2 separate regions of the Sus scrofa genome follow, and region 1 is linked to region 2. A link is a contact called in public HiChIP or PLAC-seq data. All regions are on one chromosome and are shown on one strand. Each heading gives the region's core, a stretch centred on a gene start, on an enhancer-like site or on the middle of the called end of the contact. The rest is flanking DNA. Distances are from core to core; before and after follow the strand shown. Region 1 overlaps LOC102165594 (a long non-coding RNA gene). Region 2 overlaps AHCYL1 (adenosylhomocysteinase like 1).

The links. HiChIP or PLAC-seq counts read pairs in DNA pulled down with a chosen protein or histone mark.
Region 1: an H3K27ac HiChIP or PLAC-seq map of alveolar macrophages shows a contact between it and region 2. The contact joins two enhancer-like sites. A contact is called at or near these places in 1 of 5 promoter capture datasets (liver), 1 of 47 Hi-C or Micro-C datasets (liver) and 1 of 2 datasets of contacts at active chromatin or transcription factors (alveolar macrophages).

Annotation. Positions count from the first base shown.
Region 1 is chr4:110,246,274-110,250,345 of Sscrofa11.1, forward strand. All of the region lies in intron 1 of LOC102165594 (a long non-coding RNA gene), which reads left to right. Among named protein-coding and RNA genes, the nearest start is that of CSF1, 50 kb to the left of the region's middle. Within about 2 kb of position 1,703, at least 26 of the 83 cell types and tissues checked have an H3K27ac peak or open chromatin away from gene starts, as enhancers often do. A contact at or near this core is called in alveolar macrophages and liver, where this site is marked.
Region 2 is chr4:110,102,519-110,106,376 of Sscrofa11.1, forward strand. It overlaps AHCYL1 (adenosylhomocysteinase like 1), which reads right to left. Exons shown (of 17, transcript NM_001201381.1): 3 at 2,058-2,201; 4 at 956-1,056; 5 at 421-523. Among named protein-coding and RNA genes, the nearest start is that of STRIP1, 23 kb to the left of the region's middle. Within about 2 kb of position 1,728, at least 22 of the 83 cell types and tissues checked have an H3K27ac peak or open chromatin away from gene starts, as enhancers often do. A contact at or near this core is called in alveolar macrophages and liver, where this site is marked.

The DNA.
Region 1 (4,072 bases), core at 453-2,952, 140 kb after region 2:
TTCTCAGTGGGTTAAGTATCTGGCTTTGCCGTGAGCTGTGGTGTAGGTTGCAGATGAGACTTGGATCTGGCGTTGCTGTGGCTGTGGTGTAGGCTGGCAGCTGCAGCTCCAATTTGACCCCCAACCCGGGAACTTCCAGATGCTGCAGACGCAGCCCTAAAAAGCAAAAAACAGGCAAACAAAAACTAAAGAAACAAAAACTTTTTGCCAAAAGAATTCTTGTTTACCTTTCACCAGCTTTCCCAAATGTTAACATCTGACGCAGGCATGGTACAATGATCAAAACCAGAAAAAGGTCCTTGATCTTATTAACTCATTTGCAGATGCTATTGAAGTTCAGTGATTGTTTCACTAACCTCCCTTTTCTCTTCCGGAACCGGAGCCAGGTTCCCACACAGCAGTTAGCTGTCCTGGCTCCTTGGTCTCCTTCAATCTGGGTCAGTTCATCAGTTTTCTGAAAGATATTTGAGGGTAAATTTGACAAACCAAAACATATCTAGAATGGCGAGGGTCTGAAAGGCAGGAACCCCGGGGAACCCTTGCCAGAAATGGCAACTGTCAGCCTAGAGGGGGGCCTGTTAAGGGGCCGTGTTAGCTGTCGTTAAAGTTGCCTTCAAACACTGGAGGACCTTCGTGCAGAAGATGGCATAGGTTTAGTCAGCACTGCCTCAGGACTAGAAATAGAACCTAGAGGTGGCATCACCACTAGGAAGATTGCAGCTTGGCTCTGTGCAGCACATTCTGTGAGTTAGAACTAACCATCTCCCGGCCCCCGCAGCCCTGAGCTGGATCAGGGCAGACAGATAGGCTTGAATCACAAGAAGCCAGGTAGAGGCAGGTCATGGGTGGGGCCGCAGAGCAGGAAGAGCTGTGGGGCAGCTGGCCAGGGCCCCACATGACTCACACGACTGGGGCTGTCAGCTCAGGGGAGGGAGCAGAGCAGACAGAGGCTTGATTGGCAGGCCGGGCGGAGAAGAGAACGCCTCCTCCACCAGCTTTGCTGCCAAAGTCCACTATTGATAGAGAACTTGGGGCTTTGCCCACAGCTCTACCTGCGGCCATCTGTCCAGTCTGTCTAGTCGGTCCACTCTTCCAAGCTCTCTGACCTCTCAGCAAAGGGAGGGTCCCTGGAGGGGCAGAATTCATGTTCTTGGGTCAGGGAGTTCTGAGTTGGGAGAAAAAGCCCAGGGACCCCTCTCAGGGTTTATTGATGTGCGCTGGGGGCTGAAATGGTGCCAGGTCCTAGCATGGATGCCAGTCTGGGCAGTTCCTATAGCTGGAGGTTTGGCCAGGATCCGTAATGTTAATCGTATCTATTTGAAATGCTGAAAACGAAGCCAACTAAACGGCAGCAAGGAAGAGCAATGAGCTAATGCTTAAGTAAGGTCTGACATTTCTATGCTTCAAAACCAATCAGTAGTTGAGATTTTCAGCCAAGTGAGCTCAGCCAACACTGAGTTCATCAACATCCTCATAAGAAAGTCCTAAGAGTCTCATGACAGTGCGGCTGTCCTGCTGTGGCCGCATCCTCCTATCTGGCCGCAGATCTTGGGGTCTGTCCTGGCATCCATCCCTTCATCATCTGACCCTCCACCCACCATTTAGACCTTCAACACTTGTCTAACTTCCACTACATACTGGACACGGGGCATGAGCATGAAAAACATCACCTTTCCGGCTCTCAAGATGCTTACTGTTTAGCGGCAGGTGGGAGGATGAGGTAACAAAGCAATGAAGCGGTCACTGGGGGAAGCGCAGGCTTCAGCTAAGGAATTTAGGTTTCCATTTAAAACTCACCCAAGTGAGCAATTTCTAAGATGATTCAAAGTCATCTGTAAGGAATATGGAAAAGTTATTTGAACTTCCACAAGTAGGTTCAGCTTTTGTGTGAGTCACGAGAGATTCTTGGGATTGCAATCCGGTTCAGTGAAATTCAATGTCATAAATACGGATTGTGCACCAACAAGGAGGAAGGGCATCACCGCCCCAACCCCTCCCCTTGACAGACCCAAGATCATGAGAACCTCTCGGATGAGCTGACCTAATCCCACCTGAGGACCACTAGTGGGAAAGGCCACCAAGAGCTGTCACCAGGAGGGCAGGGGTCTGTGAAGAGGTGACTTGACTATCACCCCTCTCCTGTGTGTTCCAAGAGTGAAGCTTTCCTGACTGCTGAGCATGACACTGAGAGCACGGCCGGGTCCTTCCTTGGAAAATACCATGGCCTGGGCAGGGATCTGAATGCTTGGCACCATTGTGGCTGTAAATTTGGTGGGACGATCTGAGATTGCTGGCCAGTGCTCATGGTCATCAAAGGAGCTGAGTTCTAGATGCTTCTCTGTCGCTCCCTGGCTATCTGAGTTGGCTCGTCTCCACCCATAAACCGGGGTCATTACAATTCCCTTCTCAACGGAGTTGTTTAGCGGCTTAAAGACTAGATTGAGAAACTATGTGAGAAGGCACTCTGTTACTAGAACAGGAGTGTGTTTCAGGAACCAGCTCCGGCCAGCATTTTCACATCCTTAGATGGGTCATCAAGCGTCACCTCCTACTAATTTTCACTTTGACCTTGGGTGAGGAAAATTGTGGACAGAACATTAAGTCATCAATTGTTTTGCCCAATTTTAGATAGTAGCATTCTTTGCTTTTTCTTTTCTTTGAACCCACCATTTCTAAGCCTAACTTGAATGTAAAATGACATAACACAATGTACCTTATGGGGTGATTATAAAAATTAAACGAGGCATCAAGGGTCTACCGGGAGGCAGGGGCTGGCCAGCCTTCGCAGGTGAAATCAGTCCTTACTTGCCTCCCAGCTGGCTCCATCTTTCGTTTTGCCAAGGACCTGCTGAGTGGTACTCAAAAACAGATAGGAAGAGCTACCACGAACTGCGCACTTACTAGAAGCGAGCACGGCATTATGTGCCTTTCTTGGTGTTATTTCATTTAATTCTCATCATAGCCCTAGGGGACATGTGCCATTCCCATTCCCATTTGACAGAAAGGAACTAGGAGCACAGCGAAGTTAAGGAACTCAGCCCAGGTCACACAGCTGGTAAATAAGAGAGCTGGTCTACGCGTCCATGCATTCCATTCCTACAGCCCTTGCTCCTGAGTGCTGATTTCTGCCGCTTGGTTACTGGGCTGGAGACACAAATTCGGTACCAACTCAGCTTGAAAGCAGCTGATAGCACTGAAATATATGTTACTTCTGATCTGTGCTATAAACCTTGACCAAATGTGGCTTCGTTTCACCTGCCTTTCTCTGCCTATCTAAATCATCTCGAGCGTGTATTTCATTCCGTCCCTTAATTTGTTTATACCGCTCACCTTAAGTCAGGAGTAATTTGACTTTTTACAGTTGAATAGTGCTAAATGATTCACATGTCTGAAAGGGAAAGAGAGAGACAAACAAGTTTAACATAGTATCATGTATCATAAATAGTAGTCTGGGTCCAGCTGGACAGAAAAAAGATTGGGCTAAATCGAGAGGGGGAAAAAAGGGGGAGAATTCCCTTTAGAGTAACAAATTTAGAAACTAATATTTTGCCCCTGGGAGGCACAGGGCAAAATAAGAACTCCCCATATCAAAGAAGCCTGGGAATAGCACGGTAGGAAACAGAAACATCAGTCTGATACAAGAAAGGAAAGACAGATAAGCAGCCAGGAAACGGGGGTCACCGTGGAAATGCGAGAAGAAGAATGGGGCCCAGAAGCTCAAGGGAAGGGAGCTCTCAGGCCAAGGACCTGTGTGCGAGGGGGATTTATTTGAAGGGGCTCTGCCTGCTCTTTGCCCTGGTGCCGGAGACAGGAAGTATCCTGGTTTTCCTAAAAGCTGGGGTGAACTATCCCACGTTTATGCTTTGGAAGTTGATCAGGCATGTGCTCCTTGATGAGGCCCAGGATGTACAGACGAACCAGAGGTCTCATATGCCCTCAGGAAGCTTGCTGCCCCCTGGGCCAGACCGAGTGGCAGGCCTGTGATGGCCATGCTGTGTAATGGATGCTTTTATGGACCTGGGAAAAGAGGAGGCCAGTCCAGGTCCAGGGAAGATGATATCTGGGCTGCAAC
Region 2 (3,858 bases), core at 478-2,977:
CTCGTAAGTAGTTCATATATTTTTAATGCAGTACTGAATACCAAATTTTATAATGAATGAGGAAACAGAAGATACTTCTTGGGTTCTCTCAAAAGTGATGAGATTTTTGTGAAAAGACACCAACTGAGCGCACACTTACATAACTCACTCAGCTTAAAGTTCTTTCTCATTCATTTAACATTAGAATTGGGCATTTTCCTATGTATCAGATTCTTTTCAAAGATCATTTTAAATGACTATATAATCTTTCACTATGGATATAGACCTTTATTATCCATTTCCTTCCTGCTGACATTTTTATTATCCTCCACATTTTATAGCCCCTAGACATATATGACACTGTGAAGATAATCTTGATATGTAAAAATTATGTTTAGATAATAATTCTGAGGCAAAATTGGTGAAATAAACTGAACTTACCAGCCTCAGCCAGTGCTGCAGCCACTTCATTCTGAGTGGAGTAGATGTTGCAAGCAGACCAGCGGCACTGAGCCCCCAGGGCACAGAGTGTCTCAATCAACACCTATGTAGTGGTATAGGAGGACAGGGTGAGAAAGAGAAGGGCCAGAGAAGAGTCGTAATTGAGAGACTAATACCCAGCAACTCGGCAGCAACACAAGTTGCTACACTGGAAGTTACAAAAGGGTATAACCCACTAGTTAGCACAGTGGAATCTAACTTTACCCAAAAGATGTGACCCCCAAAGTCTTAATAACATTTTTATAACAATCATATTTTTGCAAATCTCCCTAAGGTTTGTTAAAAGGTTACACCTATACAAACAAAGTAGGAAACCTCAGTACTGTGTAATTGAGAGGTTCTCTCTAGTAGTTAGCATTTGGAGGTTAGGTAAATAGGGAAGCAAAAACAAGTTAGAAGAAAGAAAAAAGAAAAAAGAAAAGGTCCCTCTTCCTTGCCAATCAGAAGTCCATCACTTTTCTCCCAAAAAACTCACCGCTGTCTGGGCTGTGATGTGTGTACAGCCCACTATTTTAGCACCAGCCAAGGGCTTCTCCCCCTGAGCACGTTTCCTGAGTGAAATCAGAGCAGACATGTCTGTGAAAGAACAGAGGATTTGAGCTAGGTCTGCACTAGCAATATCATTAATTCCTGCCCCAGCAACATCTAGGGCTGGTCTGGATCTGTTGAGATACGGAGGAAAAACTCTAAGCATATTTATTTGATGCCTGGTAGCTTCAACTGCCGAACAGTGGGGAGTTGTCATCTAAGCACTTGAAATTTCTCTCATCCTCACTATTCTAGCCTTATATGTAGAGGGCTTATATGGAGTCAAATTCTCAGGTGATCACAATGGAGGGTGAGAGTTACTCTTCATTTGGGAGAAGAGGGAAGTAGTTATTGGCTAATGGACTCCCACGTATTACAATCTTCAGAGCAGGAGCAGAGACTTTACTTCAGCAGAAACCACTTGCTTCTGTTTTTCCATGCTCTCTAATCCTATTCTGTCAGTCTGTCTGATTTCTACACATCCTGCCAGTAGAGAAGGTGCCTTCAGTGTGAAAGCGACAAAAGAGTAAAGAGACCTTATTGGGACGGGGGCTGGGTAAAGAAATCAAGATTTAACTGTCAGTCATTTTCACTCTTGCTCCAGCAGAGGGTGCTCAGGATCAAAGACCAAATAAGACCCTAGGTCACCACTTCCTTAGCTGAAAACCCTCCCCAGTTTGCTGCTTCTGGGAAATCTGGGTCTCTACCATTGGCAGCTATGGCAAGATCCTGCAGAACTAACCACCATGTGGCATCTAGGACTTGCTGACTCCGCACGTAGATCTGTGAATATGGAGTCGGGGGAAAGGAAAAGAGAAACTACTCTGTAATTATTACACGCCGAGAACGGGAAGCAGGGAGAACAAGAATAAGAACAGGAACAAGAATCCTGAGGCTCAAGCTCCATACAGGGAGAGCTGTTTATATAAAAGCCCAGGATACTTTCAAACTCAAAAGTTCCCCAGGAGACTTTCAAGCCTTAAGTTTTCATGGATCCTGATGACCAGCAAGTGGGTTGCTTCTGGTCCCTACCCAGTCCCTTTCTTTACCTTGTTCTGCAATCTCAATCTCCCGGCGTCCAAATTCTGCCTGCTTGATGTTCTTCACACAGAAATTGCTGCTGCCCTTGGAGTTGGTTTGCTGCTTTTCTCGGGGGGAAACCTCATCATCAGAGCTATCTGTGTAGGATGCAGCTAGAGCCAGGAAAGAAAGAAATGAGGAAAGAAAAACTTGAATGGCCCCAACTCCACAGGGTGCAGTCCCTAAGGGACTGTCATTTAAGTTAGGTGACACTCAGTTGGAGCCACCTTTTAAGTCACGCTCCATTCTACTCCTCCAGGGTCTTCTAAGAGATGGTATGAATGAAACTATTGTAGATCTTTCAGTGTTGTGGCCCTTTTATCCACCCTGATGACACCTTGCCATGAGTGCCTGTGATAGGGAGCTACTGATTCCAAACCTGCATCAGCTCAAGTGAATCCCTCAAAATAGGGACACTTAGTCTCAACCTGGGTTGGAACCAGACATGGCAAAAATGGAAGAGTAATTTAGGGCATATAAGGAATGCTATTTATATCAATGGTTCTCAAACTTAAAATTCTAAAGCATTCATGAGAATCACATGGAAGGTGTGTCGAACCATAGATGGCTAGGCCCCACTGCCAGAAAGTCCCATTCGGCAGGGCTCAGGTAGGACCCAAGATTGAGCATTTCTAACAAGTTCCTACGTGTTGCCGACGCTGCTGTTGAGAGGACCGTACTTTGAGAACATTAATAGAAAAGGATAAAAGCAATGAAATAATCTCATAAAATCTTATAAAGGGATTTTATACTGGTTGTGCTAAGAAACATAAAGAGAATGACACAAAAAGTGAGCAGTTCTGGTTATACTGCCGACTTTGAGAACACACAAGATATTCAACTTAAAAAAGCAGCTTCACAAAAAGTTAAAAATGTCCTTTCAGATGGATATACAGGAAAATACACAACAATCAGCCCTTACCTCTCAAATAACCTCTTTTCTAGCAGAATATTTTTCTGATTGCCGTCTCTGCCAGTGTGTCAGATCTCTGGCTGACTTCTATGTACACGTCCTCTTTCTTTCCAACTACCACAAATACTCCTGAAGGTTATCGACCCCATGAGGACAATTTAACTTTATTGTCCTTTAACTTTTCAAGCTTTTAAAAATTCTCTGATAGGTCCCCATAAAACATGGTCATGAAAATCTCTGAAGACTTCCTTGGAATATTCTTGTGGTGCAGTGGGTTAAGAATCCAGTATTGTCATGGCAGTGGCTTGGGTCACTGCTGTGGGATGGGTTTGATCCCTGGCCCAGGAACTTCCACATGCCATGGATTCAGCCAAATAGAAAAACAAACAAATAAACAAACAAACAAACAAAACTGAGCAATTCCTTAAAGCTTTCTTCACTCATCCCAACTTTCTCTTATAACTCAATCTTTCAAAATTCTTTCTAATTAGCCTGTTTGTCACCTACCACTTTTTGTATCTGTCTCACTCCAAGACACCTTTTCCCTTATGATAGTGTTATATCTGGAACCTTTTCTTGCACACATGCCCACAGTGAGCCTGCACATTCATTTATTTCAGTACCTAACCCTGTATACCACCATCTGTACTTGTCTGCCTATCTTGTCTATACTGGGTTATCAGTGGCACAGGGCAGAGAATAAGTCTTTGGAAATGTTTATTTACTTTTTAAAAATACAGTCCTTGTACCTCAAAGCCCAGTCCTTAATATTAATAATACAATGCAAACAAGATTCTGGCAGAAGAAAATAAATAGCTTTTGGTACAAATCTCTTTCCTGACACTCACAGCCATCTA